5 separate regions of the Mus musculus genome follow, and regions 2, 3, 4 and 5 are each linked to region 1. Evidence: chromatin contacts called from public ChIA-PET, HiChIP or PLAC-seq and Micro-C data. All regions are on one chromosome and are shown on one strand. The core of a region is the stretch at or near the end of the contact, and the rest is flanking DNA. Distances in the headings are between cores, read along the strand shown. Region 1 holds the start of Mef2a (myocyte enhancer factor 2A). Region 2 holds the start of Lrrk1 (leucine-rich repeat kinase 1). Region 3 holds the start of Fam169b (family with sequence similarity 169, member B). Region 4 holds the start of Igf1r (insulin-like growth factor I receptor). Region 5 overlaps Cers3 (ceramide synthase 3).

Region 1 (2,876 bases), core at 193-2,692:
TCCCCTGAACACTGAAGCGAGGCCCTGAGTAGAAGCCCTGGGCTTATTTTCCAGTGTCTGGTAATCTCGTATCTCTGTACTGCCTTTGTGTCAGCCTCTCTCCAGCACATTGCCTTGTTGTCCTTGAGGGAGGAAGCCAGAGAGCCTCCAGCTTCCTTTGTAACTTCCCAGTTCCTCCGCACATCTGCTCACCCACCCCCAAAGACTTGTTTTAAAGCCCTAACCACAGAATTGAGCCTCTCATTTTCGAATGAGGGTTTGTGCCCATTGCATGGGCAGCTCTGGGTTCGGATACCAGCCATCACATTCTTATTACCTCTACAGCGGTAGCAACTTTTGGGGGTGAGGACCAGCAGAGAGTCACCCCCATAAGCCTTCTCTGGACAAAATCAGTAAGTTAACAAAATACAAGTGCTGTCTCAAAGACATCTTTTCCCCTCAGAAAAATCAGTTCGTCGAGTAGTTAGGAATTCAGATCCTTATGGCCCTTCTCTGACGCTGTGTGACCCTGCGTGGTCAGAGTGGTTCTCAGTTTTCCTTTCTTATCTGCCGAATGGGAACAGAAAATGAGGTGAACTTCACTGCGATGTGAGTACTAAGTGAGATACAGTTTACCACTAATCCATACTAGCTAGTATTAGTAGCCCAAATAGGCAGGTTGCCTCATTCTCAAGGTGTTTCTGCTTTCCAAGCCCCTGCTGGGATTGGGTGGCCAGGGACAGCATCCAACTGCTGGCCCGGCGGGGGTGACCCAGCAGCTGTCCAGGCCTGGACACAGGTGTGGCCCCGACCACAGTGAGGGCGTGGCGAGCCGAGGTTTGGGCAGGCCCGGCGCACACGAGGGCGGGGAGCTGGCCTCGGTCCCGAGCACCGCACAGGGCGTCTGGGCCGTCCCGCCGGGTCGGGCCTCTCGGCTGTGGTCACGGACCAAGCGCGGGGACTAGTCACGCGCCGCGTCACCGGAGCCGTGGGCCCGGGCTGGACCAGGAGGCGGCGGGGGCGCGACGCCACCGGCCCGCCACGCCCAGGCCCTCATCAAGTGACCAGTATCCCTTCCAGGAGAACACGGTCCTTCAAAGAGGGAAGCGCGCTCCAGGCTGCAGCCCCGGCGCCAAGCAGCCGTCATCTCCTTCCTGTGCCGGGTGATCTGTCGCCTCACCCACCCGGAAAAACATAGTCCGCCCCTCTTGTCCTTGTGCCACAGCGCTAGCTGTTGAGAAGGCGCGGCTCTCTCTGACTAGTCCCTCGTCTTGTCCATGACAAACCCTTCAGGACCCACCGAGAGCAGAAATATACCCTAAAAGGAGAGCCCGGGAGAGAAGAAAGAGAGGAAGCCGAGAGGAAGGGAGAGGCGAGGCCCGCGGAGGGACACCAAGACGTCCTCGCAGTGCGCACGCGCGCCGCGAAGAACGAGTTCCGGCCTGGCCGAGGCCTGACTCCTAAAAATAGCCCCGGTGTGGGGATCCGTGCGCGGATGTCCCGGCGAGTCCCGGGCTGAAGGAGGCGGCTCCGGGCGGCGCGGAGTGCTGTGGCGGGCCGGGCCGGGGCTGCGGCGTGTGCGCGCCCGCCGGCAGTAGCGGAGACTCGGTGAGGGGCCGCGGGCGGCGGGGATGTGGCGGCGGCTGGGAAGGGGGTCGGGCCGCGCTGGGAGTGGGGGGCACTACCACGGAGGGGCTGCGAGGCCGAGGAGGGGTGCCCGCGCGGCTCCGGGCGCCGGGGCGAGGCTGGGCGTGGGGCGGCCGGGCCCTCGGGAGAGCGGAGGGGCGCGGCCCCGTGCGGTGGGGGCGGGGTGCCCTGGGGCGAGCCCGGGGGGCTGCGGGCGCGGCGGCGGGGGCCCGCGGGGGGGACTGTCGCGAGCCGCCTCCCTGTGCGCGCCACCTCTGGGGCCCCCAGCCGCGCCGCCCCGCTCCTCCCTGAAAGTTGACGGAGTTCCCAGGGGGCCGCGGAGCCACTCGGTCCATTCCTCCAGCGTCGCGGATCTCGGGGTCTCCCCGCTCCGTAAACCGCCAGTGCGGGGGGCGTCCGGCCCTGTGGTCGCACTTAAAGTTCCCCCACTTCTGCTTCGGGGGGAAGGTTGGTTCACTGGGGCGGGAGGTAGGGGGTCGAACTCTCCCGTGGGGATATCGGCGTTAGGTTGTGTGTCTGGACCTGGCCCGGGCGGTGGCCGGGTTCGAGCACCTGCGGGTGCGGGGAAAAGGTCTTGGGAGTCGGGGCTGCAGAAGGGACCCGCTCCTTGCAATCGGGTAGATCCCGCCTTAGGTCTCAGGGTGAGATGGAAACTTTGCCTTTGGGTTCGATGTCATCTGTTTTTGGGCGGTTGAGGATTAAAGATCAGTGATATTGCAGACAAGTTTGGGAAAGGTGAGCGTTTTCTGAATTAGCATTTCCCCCCTCCCCCTGGAAAAGTGTAACTATCAAATTCTTGCTCACTCGGACCTTAAATAGGTCCCTGAGCTCTGAAGCCCCTGTCATCATGATCCAGAAGGCAACGGAGTGTAGACTGACTACACCGTCGCGCTAACCTGTATGTTTACTGTGAAATTGGGATTCCAGAAATTGAAATTAGAAAGACCTGCTGCGATGTGTTGACAACTATTTTAAAACTAATATTGTATAACAGTTTTCAAGTTTGTAGCGCAGCGCATCGTGTTTCTCTTATGTCTTTCTTGAAACATCCATTACTGTATGACAGTGAGGTTCTGTAAAGCAGTAATTAGGTGTATATTACACAAGAGTACTTTCCCTTTAAGAATCCAGCTGCGTTGTTTTGGCAACTGCTAAGTAGTCTAGTTGTCAGTTTTAAAATCTATGTTACCTTGGCAGTACTTGGACAGTCTGAGGAAAAGGTAAACAAAGTAGTGTGTGTGTGTGTGTGT
Region 2 (2,876 bases), core at 229-2,728, 980 kb after region 1:
TTGTAGACAGGGTAATTCCAACCTCAGACTGAAAGTCAGGGTGGGATGTGAGCAAACCCAAGAAAAACATGGGTCTGCAGGAATGAAAAAGAAGTGAGAAGGAATTTTAGCTATTCTGTAATTGTCTCCTTTGCAAACTTGTGATTAAAACACACCTACTGGGTACAGTTGAATACTGTGATATGGCCATCTCAAAAAAAGCTCATATATGTGTCGAATATTCCAGACCTTTGTTTGCTCGTTTGTTTGTTTTAAATTGGGCACTTTTCTTAACCTATTTCTAAGATTGTTTAAAGTGGAAAATTTCTTGCCACTTAAGCATAGGCAACACAAGTCCTCTTAGTGTGTGTTGGTCCTGGCTCTAGACATGGACTTCCTTTTAGTAACGCTAGGTGGCAGTGATGTATGTATGCCCTGAAGGCGCCACCAAGCCAGGCTCATTCAAACTGCTGACGCCATGCCTTGCAAATTATTAGGGACTTTTCCATAGCAGTCATGTTGCTGGCCTTGCTAATTGGTCTGAGGACCTCGGTGGTGAGGACAGGATTGCAGAACCCCACCTACATTTTTGTAACAGTGTTCGATGGAGGAAAAGAAGAGCGAACGTAGAAGAGCTGCGAGGTTGTGGCCTTGCCAACTAGGGATACAAACTCCAACTCTAAACAAACACTTGAGGTGTTCCCAAAATATCTCAGGCGGCCCACGGCTTCTCAAATTCTGTGAGCTGCCAGTGAGGCGGTCTGTCAATGTTCTTTGCACTTGGTCTCAGGAATATTCATTCTTACCAGTAAGAAGCACTTCGGTCCAGTACTGATTTTCTACCAAGGATTATCTTTTCTCGGGGAAAACGAGCGGAATCCGAAGCTTGCCTGCTGAGTGTATAGCCGCGTTTGGTTATTAACTTCAGTGGAATCAACTGACAACATTCCACCTCATCGCCACAAGCAGCCAGTCAGGGTGGCATGCTCCTGTAATCCCAGCTACTCCGGAGTTCGAAAATCGAAAAATATTCATCAGCTAGTAATATCTTTGCAAACGTCCATAATTTAAGTTAGCGAACTCGTGTGGTGAAAAAGCGCAGTTTACAAAACATCAACTTTTAAAATGTAGTTTCTGCACCGCTCCATAAAGACCTGCACACACATTAATATTCTCGCTCTCTTAATATTTACAGTCACAGTATATGGCCAGCAAACAGGATAAAAATTAATCTGTTACTCGAGCAGGGTAGGAAAGGCACAACCTTGTCACTGTGCCTGTCCGCAGGGAAGGCAGCAAAGCATTCAAATTTGGAGAGGAGTCCACAAAGTTTCAAGACCCAAGCGTCTACCGAGGCACAAGAGCAGTGAGCTTGGTCACCGACATCTTGCAGCTAGGGAAACCGAGGCAGGCCATCCAGGGGAGGTCGGGGCGGCCGACCCTCTGGCACAGCCCTGCTTCCGCGCCACCCGCCCTCTCCGCCCGCCAGGCGGCCGCAGGATTGAGGAAGTGCGTCTGGCCCCCGGCGGCCAGAGCATTGCAGGGCAGAGTACGGTAGGACCGGCAGGCCCCGGCCCTCTGATGTCGCCGATCCGCGGCTTCCAGACCCTGCCGCCGCAGGTAAGTGCTGCTCCGACCCGCGCCCTGTCCGAGGACCCGAGCGAAGCCCGCACCTTAGATCCAAGCTTTGCCCGCACCACCCCGTCCCGCGCCCGGGTCCCCGCGTGCAGCCGCCGTCGCCTGCTTGTGCCCTGCGTCTCGCCTCGCCCCACAGCTCCTCTCCCCAGCTCAGCACCCCGTACCCCGGGCGACCGCGTGCTCCGGACCCCGGCCTGTGTCCGGGACCCGCAGGTCACAGCTCCGGTGGGCGTCTGGAACTCGGGCTGCCCGGGGTCTCTTCGCTGCCTCTCTGGGCTGCGCAGCGACCCTCGCCCCTTGAAGGGTTAAAGCGAGTGCAGAGCTAGAACCCGGGAGCTGGGGCAGCCGAAAACCAGCCTGGGATCGGAGCGGGGCGGGGGCGGGGAGCCGAGTTCAGAAACAAAAGTAGGAAACACTAGGGAGACTACAAAGTTCTTTTGCGTTTGGAAAAAAAAAAAAAAAAAAAAAAGCCTGACTTTTAACTTGGGAGTGGGGGTGGGGTCTAAGCGTGGGAGTTCGTGGGCGCGAGTGGCTGGAGGCAAAGGCCCAGCGAGGCTCTTCCCGCGCGTGCGGGACAGCCGGGTGGTGCTGGATGGTCTGGAGGTCTTCCCCTGCTCCACGCGTGGGGCATGTTTCTCACCCTGTGGTCCCATCACTTTGCCTATGGGCTCTGTTGCTTGGAGCCAGTGGCAGTCCTTAATGGATGAGAACAAGAATTCCTGGAGGGGCAGTAAGAAAGACAGCAATGGAGAGACTCTAGGGATGCTGACAGCCAGTTCAGTCTGGCTTTTAATAGTTTGAGGCCATTACGTTTTTCTCTTACATGATGCTCATCCCTGCAAAAACCGGAGCAGGATAGATAGGGTCTTAAAGGCAAATTCTCTTAGCAAATTCTCACCAAATAACCTATTTTTGATGAGTTGGTCACTCACACTCACATAGCAGCATCAAAGGACCTACGATTTGTACACTTTGAAAAACTTTAGCATTGAATTCTTTCTGTGATTTGGTTTTCATTGTCCTTGCTCATGTTCCAGAAGAATATAGCATACCAACACCTAATTTGTCCTTAGAGGGGCTTTTCTAGTCAGCCAAACGTTTCCTTCCCCCACACCTACAACAGTCTCCTTAATAGTTTGGATATAATTATTATAACTAACTAAATAAACCAGCTAAGGAGATGGCTCAGTATACAAAGCACTTGCTGATCACGTGTGAGGATCTGAATTCAGATTCAGAATCCGCTTAAAGCCAGATGA
Region 3 (2,876 bases), core at 183-2,682, 900 kb before region 1:
CGAGATTTGCTCAAGCTGTTTCTGGAAACAGCTATCAAAGCACAGGCAACAGTTCAACTATGCAAGCCTCCAACCCATTAGGATCTCACACATGTGGAAATGATAAATGGGAGACTGCTGTGTGTCATCTGAGCCACCGGTGGCCATCAAAACCACAGCAAAGGTCGGAGCGCATACAGGGAAAAGCCATAAACTGTCTCAGGCCAACGATTCTTTTCCAGAAGATGAAATTACTATTCTTTTTTTCCCATCACATGGGCCTGGGAGGGGAAGCTCTCTGAAGCAAAGATGGGGAAGGACCTGCTCACTCTAGGGGAGGGGAAAGAGACCCACTAGTAGAGATGGGAGTGTAATGAGAGACTGCTGTGCTTAATAAACCCTAGGGGGCTTCTCCTGTTTTGTAGATGAGGAAGATCAAAAAAGCAAGACTTTTATTCCAGTCTTCCAGCGTGTAAACTGGAAACAGCACTCTTAACTTTCTAGAAAAAAAAAAAAGTGCACAAGACTAAAACAAAAGAGAAATAGCTCCCTTTCCAAAATTAAAGACGAGCCTTTTCTTAATCTCTAGATCAACTAAATCCTTACTAATCCATATAATTAGCTAGTGGCTACAATCTCTCCTTATCTCACGCACCTGAAAACAGGAGAAAAACAACTCAATTGCAACGTTTAAAGTAGGTCATAAGAGCGAGTGGCTACCTGCCAGCCTCAAATGCGCCCCTGCCATGATTGACTTTACTGTAGGTGGGCTGTGTGCAGTGTGACTATCCGTGCGACACAGCCAGCCACCTGTGACCAGGATGTCTAGCCAAAGGCCTGAAATGGCATCCCCTAAGACCTCAGAGGTGGCCGGCTCAAGAAAGTATCTTCAAATCCTGAAACTGGGCGGGAAGAGGCATGTGAGTTGTGTCCCTGGAGCCAGCAAAGAGGCTGGCCCAGAGCGTGGATTCCCGGGACACTTCTCTCGGTCCAGGCGCTTCCTGGGTCCTCCTTGCTGGAAAGTAGGAATGGGTTGCTGTTCGGACTTCTCTCTCACCTCGGAGCTCATTCCCCAGCCTGGCCAGCAAGCCCAGGTCCAAGGTCCCCAAGGCCGGTGTTGAGGGTTGTGGGGGAGGGGTGAGAAACAGAACCGGAGACCCGGGTGAGGACCCAGCCCAGAGCCATCTAAGACTATCAACTCTGGAGGTTCCTCCTCCAGCTCCCGCTAGCCTGGGACTTATATGAATCCGAGGAAGAGAGAGAGAAAGAGAGGAGAGGCCCTTAGCCTCGCACTGCACCCCAAGCTGTTGTGGCGACGGGTGTGCGGCACTCTGCCCGCTACCATTCGCGTCCTTCGCCCTCGATTGGCTACGTGGGGACCGCAGCACCCCTTACCTGTGACTCCGCGGACTGCCTCAGCCTCCATGCTCCGGTACGGAGTTTGCCACCTAGTAAGCCTCTACCTCCCCACCCCCTCCCCCCACCAGAGCCACCAACCTTTCTACCAAGAGTTCCCCAGGGGCTGCCCCGCCCTGCCACCTCCCCGGAGGCTTTCTCTTTCTCACTCCTTTGCCTCCTGCTGCGGGCGTTTATCTCTGCCCCCACTCCCCCAACACACACTACTGGACCACCTTTTGTTTTGTTTTGTTTTTTTTTTTTTAACCAAACCTTGACTCCGCAAAGTCTAATCTACAAAAAGAATGACTTTTGAGCCAATAGTGAGTTTGTTGCTGTTCTTGAACTACCATAAACACAGGCAAGCAGCCTCCTCCCCCGTGCCCCAAGCTTGTACTGACAGATTTTTCCACCACGCTCCCTTCTATGTGCAAAAACCATTTGCATTAACCCTTTTCAAAAACTTGGCTTGAGCCGGGCGTGGTGGCGCACGCCTTTAATCCCAGCACTTGGGAGGCAGAGGCAGGCGGATTTCTGAGTTCGAGGCCAGCCTGGTCTACAAAGTGAGTTCCAGGACAGCCAGGGCTACACAGAGAGACCCTGTCTCGAAAAAAAACCAAAAAAAAAAAAAAAAAAAAAAAAAGAACAAAAACTTGGCTTGGCTGAAAAATAGCAAATATGTAATAAACGCACATCTAACACAGGGCATCCAGGAATCTTTTCTGCCGGTTTCAGAGTCCCAACAGTCTCCTGGAAACTGTAATGTGCCTACGATTTACTAAAAAGCCAAGCAGGAGCTCATTTGACAAAGCAATATTCAAGGTCGACAATTCTTCTCCAGTATACACAGCTGTTTCAAAACGTTGCTTTGGGAGGATGCAGCGGTGAGTGATTTCAAATTTCACCTTTCACCCGACTCTGATGGAAACACACCGGATGTCCCAACTACTGGGGAGACCGAGGGAGGAAGAAGGCTTGAGCCCATTAGCTGGAGAACAATCTGGGATCCTGACAACTGGCCTTGGGGCAATGGTAACTGGGGACACAACACAATTCTGCGCTGTGTGTAGCAGGGAATTCTTTTCCACTCTGGTGAAGCCAGAATTTTTGACTTCAGTGCCAAAAAGAATGTCAGAGTAAGTCGTTGTGTCGAAGAGTCACAGTTTATTAGATTTTAAACATAGATTTAAGGTTAGTGGTAGAAAGATAGGTGTTAGGGGAAGGGGTGGAAATGAGACACATCCAGGTGTGCGTGGTCTTCTCAAGACAGCTTCCTAAAGTGTCTTTACAATATAGCCGTATTTGTAAGTGTCTTTCAGTAACTGATAGGTTATTTCTATCAATTAGTTAAATGAGCCAATTTAAACTGGATTAGGTTATGTTAAAGGCAGGTTTATTTGGAAGCTGCTGTATGAAGGGCAAGTTCACTGGCCCAAGGATCAAGGCCAGGAAAGTCGTCATTGGAAAAGGAGAGGGGGAGAGAAAGAGAGAAAGAGACTTGC
Region 4 (2,876 bases), core at 216-2,715, 580 kb before region 1:
AGAGGAAAATGGTGGGCACACCCTGCACCCCAAGGCCACACTGGACTGTCCAAGTTATCAAGCCTTGGGGTAGGTGGGTAGACGCCCACAGGCTCCAGAGAAGCGAAAGGCCAAGAACCTGAGGGGGTCGATGGGCCCAACAAGTTGGGTGATAGGAGGCTGCGCCCTGATGTTTGGAAACGTGTCCTGGGGCCGCGAGGCTTCCAACCATCCTGTATCTCCCCCTCAAGAACAACTTACACCCCGCAGGGTAGGAGGCTCCGAATTGCCGCCACGGAGCACTAGGTCTACCCCAGCAACCACCCGTGGAGCCTCCAAGGGTGCTGTCATGGTGAGCTGCGCGGGATGGGCGCTGGGGTGCCAAGTGGAGCGCCCCGGAGGGGGGGGGGCGAGAGTAGCGGGGTTCCCGAGGCCACCCAGACGCCAACTTCCCCACCAAGCGCCTACGCGGGGGCTGCCCCTGACCCGCCAGCGAGAAGGCACTGCCCACCCACCAGGCCGCGTGCGGGACAGCGCTCCCCGGACAGCGAAAGAGAAAGCCCTAAGGCCCTTCCCGCGCGCAGATGCGCTGAGCTAGGGCTCTAGGAGCTCCTGAGTCGTGAACTCTCGGGCCCTGCTCTACTCCGGCCTTCCGAGAGAGCCCCACCCTCCACTCCCGAGCCCCGAAGTCCGACAGCTGCGCCCGTGGCAACTGGGTTTTCCCAAACAGGGCGCAGCCCCTCGGAGGAAAAGTTCCCGCAGTGGCCGCGGGCGGCGGGCAAATACTCACTTTCTCCACTCGTCGGCCAGAGAGAGAGCGCGGCGGAGAGAAACACGAGCCCCCACAGCGAGGTCGGGGACCCTCCTCCGGAGCCAGACTTCATTCCTTTTATTTGGGACGAAATTCCCTTTTCTCAAAAATAGAAAAAAAAAAAAAAAAGAAAAGAAAAAAAGAAAAAAAAAGTCTCCAACTCAGTCCTCACTCTCGTCCAAAAACAAGAGCGCAGGCGACGATCCTCGGAAAGCGGCGTGGACAAGGAGGGTGGCGCGGGGCGGCCCCTCAGCGCCGGCAGCAGCGGCCCACGGGGCGGCGGAGTCGGGAAGCCGGGGCGCGCCGGGGCGGGCTGTCGGCGTCGTCGGCCTCCATTTGCAAACGCAGAGATGCAGAAGAAGGAGGAAAACTGTACAGAAAGAGGAGCAAAGCCCAAATCGCCGCAGGCGAGGACAAACGCCACCCGATCCCCGGAGGGAACGACCACCGGAGCCTACGCGGCGGGAGAGCGCGACGCAGTTGGCGAGACTGGTCCGAAGTCCCGGGCGCGGGCGAGGCCGGCGAGGGGCAGAAATGCGGAGTGGAAATGAATGAGCGGTTCCCCCTCCTCCGGCTCCTCCTCCTCCTCTGGGCTCCGCTCGCCGCCGCCTCCTCCCTCAGCGCCGCCGCCGCGAGCTCCTTCCCAAATCCAGGACACACACAAAGCGGCGGCCGCGCAGCGCTCAGCGCTCCCGCCGCCCCGCGTCGGCCCCCGCCCGCCGCCGACTCCGTGCGCGGGGGCTCCGGCTCGCTGAAGGTCAAAGCCGAGCACGCCGCGTGCCGTGGAGCTCTCGCAGGCACGGGGAGAGGCGTGGAGGGTCCGGAGAGCGGGGCCGAGGGTCTGCGAGCGCCGGGCGCGCCGGGACAGGCTCGCAGGCAGCTTCCCTGTCGCTCGCCTCTCTCGAGTTCGCCCGGTGCGCTCGCTCCTCCTCGGTTCCCCCCCCCCCTCCTTTTTTTTTCCGCTCAGCGGAGTTAATGCTGGTAAACAAGAACCTCAGCCTCACCGCGCCGCCGCCGCCGCCGCCACACACTGGGGGCTCTACGCGCGCGCTCTCGGGGCCGCGCACACGTGCCCGCGCGCACACTCCAAGCGGCTACAGCCGCAGTCCCGGCGCGCCGAGGGCCGGGCCCCGACTCGGCAGGCGCCAAGAGCCGGAGTTCGGGATCGCAGGGACGTGCGGAGCGGAGCGCGGGCGTGGGGAGCCGGGCCCAGGAGGCACCGCCCCCCGCGCCTCCACCCGCGCCGGCCCCCGCGCGCACACTGAGCCACGCGCGCGCCCACGCTTCCGCCCCCACCCGCACTGCGCCGGCCGGCCCTGTCCGCACCCTCCCCTCCCGCAGGACTCCAAAAAACAATGCCCGGGGCGCCGGTGGGACTCGGTGGCCAGGGGGGCGGCGGCAGGGCGGGCGGGCAGCAGAGCGGGCGGGCTGCGGGCGCGGTGGGCGGGGAGTGCGGCCTCGGAGCTTCATTGAAAACAACAACAGCGCGGCTGGAGAGCGCGCTGGCCGACTCCGTGAAAAAGCTTCATTGTTTCTTGCAGCTGTTGCAAAATAAATAAATAAGTGCATGCATGCGGCATTTTTTTCGCAGTGTGGTGGAAAGCCCGGACGCGACGGGAGGGGCACACCTGGGGGAAAGGGGACCCCTGAAGACTGCTACGCAAGGCACTTTCCACGCCAGGCTTGGGCGCCCGTGGCGGCGCTCCTTGGGTGTTCCGGTGCTTGCGCGCAGTCGGGGAGCGGACAGGGTGCGGTCCGCGAGGCTCTATTCTCGAAGCACAGCGATTCCACCGCGGGCCCCCAGCCCTGGAAAGGGAACCCAGACAGGCGGCCCCTCGTGCCCAGGACCCGTCTCCGCGGCGGCCGCCAGAGGGCGCGACCGCAGCCTGGGAGGGCTGGCTCCGGGAATGTCGCCTCCCTCCCTCCGGGGGAGGAAATGTGGGGGCCCCGAGTCGGGGACCGACTCGGCTGGGTCGTGCTAGCCGGGCCTCCCAGCCCCATTCCTCTCCCGCCCTGAGGGCGCTCCACCGCATCGTGCTGGTCCGTGCTCCACCACGTGGGCAGCTGCGGAGAAGGACCGCAGCGC
Region 5 (2,876 bases), core at 207-2,706, 560 kb after region 1:
GTGGTTACATTGTGGCCAAGCCAGGAAGAAGTCTGTATGCCTATGCATGTTCCCTTAGCTCAACCAGGGAGTCGTTTGTCCATTCAGCGGTGAGCTGAGCATGCTACATGGCTAGCTCATGATCTACTATGGGCCCTGCTTTCCACCTAAGGAAGCCAGCTCCCATGCCACCAGCGCTCCTTGCTGCTGAGTGGAAATGGTTGGAGAGATTCAGAGCAGCCACGGTGTGGAGAGAAATGCTAGTGGCTCAGAGTGCAGTGGTATGGCTTGAGAGGTAGGAGGGGTGTTGCATTGGAAAAACATTCTTCAAAGGCCTCTGGGATGGAAAGGGACCTTGAGGGCGTCTAGCCTAGTTTCTCTCTGAAGTTTCTGTGTTCTTTATGACAACCTGAGCAAAAGAGGTTCCCACGCCTACCTGCAGGTACACCTGCTTTGTTTTTCTTTCTCTCCCTCCCTCCCTCCCTCCCTCCCTCCCTCCCTCCCTCCCTCCCTCCCTCCCTCCTTCCCTTCCTCCCTTTCTTCCCTTCCTCCTCCCCCCCTCCCTCTGTCCCTCCCTCTCTTCTTTCTCTCTCTCTCCCTCTCTTCTTTCCTTTCTTTCTCTCTTTCTTACAGTTTTGGGGGGGGGTTTGGTGTGCTCCTTGCAGTTTTTACTTATGTTTTTTTTCAAGTTCTATCCTTTAGGCTGGTGGCAGGCAGAGTACACTTCTTTCAAACATTGTTATTTTTTTCTACATAGCTAAAGATAGCCCATTCCTCTTCCAGCTAAACATTCCCATCATTATGGTTTCGCTGTGGTGAATCCTCAGGAGATCATTCAGGGGAAGCTGCTTCTTAGTGCACTGCTGGTGAGAGACACTAGAACCTCTGAGGGGCGTGGCCTATGGAAGGTGGAGGTCTTATGACTGTCTGGTCTTAGACCTTCAGCTTCAGAATCATAAACTAAATAAACCTCTTTCCTTTATCAGGAACCCAGTCTTGGGCACCTGTTATAGCCCTGGAGAACAGACTCACACAGCATTTCCTTCCCCTGCTGCTCATATGACACCTTACCTACCCTGCACTGCACAGTGCACAAGTATAGTCTCATCTCTCTGTCACTCTGAGACATCAAGCTTCTTCACTACCCACTGGGTTACAAATCACATCTGAGCAGCCATACCTCTGGCTTCATTATTGCTATAATTTTAATACATTTTGGTTCAAGAATGTCTATGTTTTTATTAATTAATTGTACATACTATTAGTTAAGGCCTGATCTGTATTCCTCAAAAAAATGTCTGCAAGCAAAACAACCCAAACAAACTTGATGCCGAGGAACAGAGAAACCCTACACATCAGTGCAACAGATACAATAACGCTCACTTCTAGCCGATGACTCATCTCTACCCGCAGGGCTTCCTCACTCTCCCGGAATGACATCTGCAGCCGCAGCATCAATAAAACTGTGGCTGCGTGTTTGAAGCACTGTAACTAAACTCTATGCCTGGGAATCTGTGGCTTTGCAGTAATGTCAGGAGCCCAGGAGGCTGCTTTGTGAATGACTCCACGTCTCAAGCCGCACTTGGCAGTGAAACAAAGAGCACTATAATAAGCACTTTATGCTATTTTAAAAGCAAACTTTTAGCTCTCACTGTATTGAAAAAAAATGCACATTCAGGCAAAGAGGTCAATGTTCTAAGCTACTAGCAAAATACCTCCCTTTCTGTTGTAATAATTCTCATCATCCAAGTTGACAAGGTTGCAGGAAAGACAGACCATTGTAGTCTTGCTTCTCATATTTCTCCTCAGCGGCACTGCACTGCATTTCATTGGGTTCTTTCAACCCTGGCCACAAATGGACATTTGGTTTTCGGTGATGTGGAATTTTCTAGATCACACTGTGGTTGAGGATGCTCCACAGATGCGCAAACCACAAAGGTTCCGGTGAGCCCTGGGGTGCTGTGTTCCTTACAGCCTTTGGGCAGTAACAATGTTGATGGTCACAGATGCTACTTTGGCTACCAAGGCTGTCTGCTAAGCCACAAACTCTCCCTAGATTGTTTTTCTCCATAGAAAGAAAATATTGAAGCCAGAGTCACCTGGGCCCTTTTGTGTTTTTCTGATTTCAAATTATCTTTTTTTCTTAGTTGTGATTTCCTATATTTCTTTATAAACGGTATAGTCCATGGAGGAAATATAGACTCAGAACCATGATTCACTTTATAGAATAAGTGGCTCTAAGACGAATTAATAAACTAGTCACGCTGGTTCTCAGGGTTTTATCACTGTGAAGAGACAACACGACCACAGCGACTCTTTTGTTTGTTTGTTTTGCCTTGTTTTGTTTTTCAAGACAGGGTTTCTCTGTATAGCCCGGGCTGTCCTGGAACTCACTATGTAGACCAGGCTGGCCTCGAACTCAGAAATCCGCCTGCCTCTGCCTCCCAAGTGCTAGGATTAAAGGTGTGCACCACCAGTCATGGTGGTTCTCACCTGTAATCCCAGGTCTCAGTAGGCAGAGGCAGGAGGATCACAGTGTTTACAGCCAGTCTGGGACACACAGGGAGTTCAAGGCTAGCCTTGGCTACAGAGTCAATTCAAGACCAGCTTGGACTACAGGGTAAGACTATCCCACAAATAAACAACAATCGTCATTTCCTGAAGTGATGACACTTTGTGTTGTTGAGAGCTCTCTCTTTTACACTCCTCTTTCCTGCTCTCTCTCAGTCTGCATTCCGAGAACTTTATCCTTGTGAGTTTTACTCCTCTGGAACATGACAGTGTTGCTTTTTTCCCCAAACTTCCAGACTGGAGGAACAGCTGAAGCTGAGTGACCCACACGACAGAAGCCTAAGGGAGAAATGGCTTGAATTCTCAGAAGGAGTGGCAGCAATGGA

Evidence for each region. A called contact is a pair of places that touch in the nucleus more often than the background predicts. ChIA-PET counts read pairs in DNA pulled down with a chosen protein or histone mark. HiChIP or PLAC-seq counts read pairs in DNA pulled down with a chosen protein or histone mark.
Region 2: a contact with region 1 is called in an H3K4me3 HiChIP or PLAC-seq map of bone marrow-derived macrophages, with 6 times the contacts expected there. The contact joins the promoter of Lrrk1 here to the promoter of Mef2a in region 1. A contact is called at or near these places in 3 of 39 promoter capture datasets (liver, neutrophils and pre-B cells) and 2 of 115 datasets of contacts at active chromatin or transcription factors (bone marrow-derived macrophages and embryonic stem cells).
Region 3: a contact with region 1 is called in an RNA polymerase II ChIA-PET map of effector CD8 T cells, with 8 read pairs. The contact joins the promoter of Fam169b here to the promoter of Mef2a in region 1. A contact is called at or near these places in 1 of 39 promoter capture datasets (pre-B cells), 3 of 115 datasets of contacts at active chromatin or transcription factors (effector CD8 T cells, memory CD8 T cells and thymic regulatory T cells) and 2 of 9 other capture datasets (adipose tissue and liver).
Region 4: a Micro-C map of embryonic stem cells shows a contact between it and region 1, with 4 times the contacts expected there. The contact joins the promoter of Igf1r here to the promoter of Mef2a in region 1. A contact is called at or near these places in 6 of 484 Hi-C or Micro-C datasets (embryonic stem cells, erythroblasts, muscle stem cells and 2 more) and 2 of 115 datasets of contacts at active chromatin or transcription factors (memory CD8 T cells and pancreatic cancer cells).
Region 5: a contact with region 1 is called in an H3K4me3 HiChIP or PLAC-seq map of stem cell-derived neural progenitor cells, with 14 read pairs. The contact joins the enhancer-like site here to the promoter of Mef2a in region 1. A contact is called at or near these places in 6 of 39 promoter capture datasets (embryonic stem cells, frontonasal cranial neural crest, hippocampal neurons and 2 more), 2 of 484 Hi-C or Micro-C datasets (embryonic stem cells and palatal mesenchyme) and 7 of 115 datasets of contacts at active chromatin or transcription factors (astrocytes, embryonic fibroblasts, embryonic limb bud and 3 more).

The regions. Positions count from the first base shown.
Region 1 is chr7:67,371,424-67,374,299 of GRCm38.p6, reverse strand. It overlaps Mef2a (myocyte enhancer factor 2A), which reads left to right and starts at 1,442. Exons shown (of 11, transcript NM_001291195.1): 1 at 1,442-1,587.
Region 2 is chr7:66,386,943-66,389,818 of GRCm38.p6, reverse strand. Lrrk1 (leucine-rich repeat kinase 1) reads left to right here and starts at 1,478. Exons shown (of 34, transcript NM_146191.3): 1 at 1,478-1,599.
Region 3 is chr7:68,274,540-68,277,415 of GRCm38.p6, reverse strand. Fam169b (family with sequence similarity 169, member B) reads right to left here and starts at 1,432. Exons shown (of 9, transcript NM_001374636.1): 1 at 1,375-1,432. The coding sequence starts at 1,405. Gm16157 (predicted gene 16157) reads left to right here and starts at 822. Exons shown (of 4, transcript NR_040340.1): 1 at 822-899; 2 at 2,079-2,258.
Region 4 is chr7:67,950,846-67,953,721 of GRCm38.p6, reverse strand. It overlaps Igf1r (insulin-like growth factor I receptor), which reads right to left and starts at 1,465. Exons shown (of 21, transcript NM_010513.2): 1 at 770-1,465. The coding sequence starts at 863.
Region 5 is chr7:66,811,536-66,814,411 of GRCm38.p6, reverse strand. The region is part of intron 10 of Cers3 (ceramide synthase 3); the gene reads right to left. Among named protein-coding and RNA genes, the nearest start is that of Adamts17, 27 kb to the left of the region's middle. Within about 2 kb of position 1,456, at least 52 of the 459 cell types and tissues checked have an H3K27ac peak or open chromatin away from gene starts, as enhancers often do. A contact at or near this core is called in astrocytes and stem cell-derived neural progenitor cells, where this site is marked.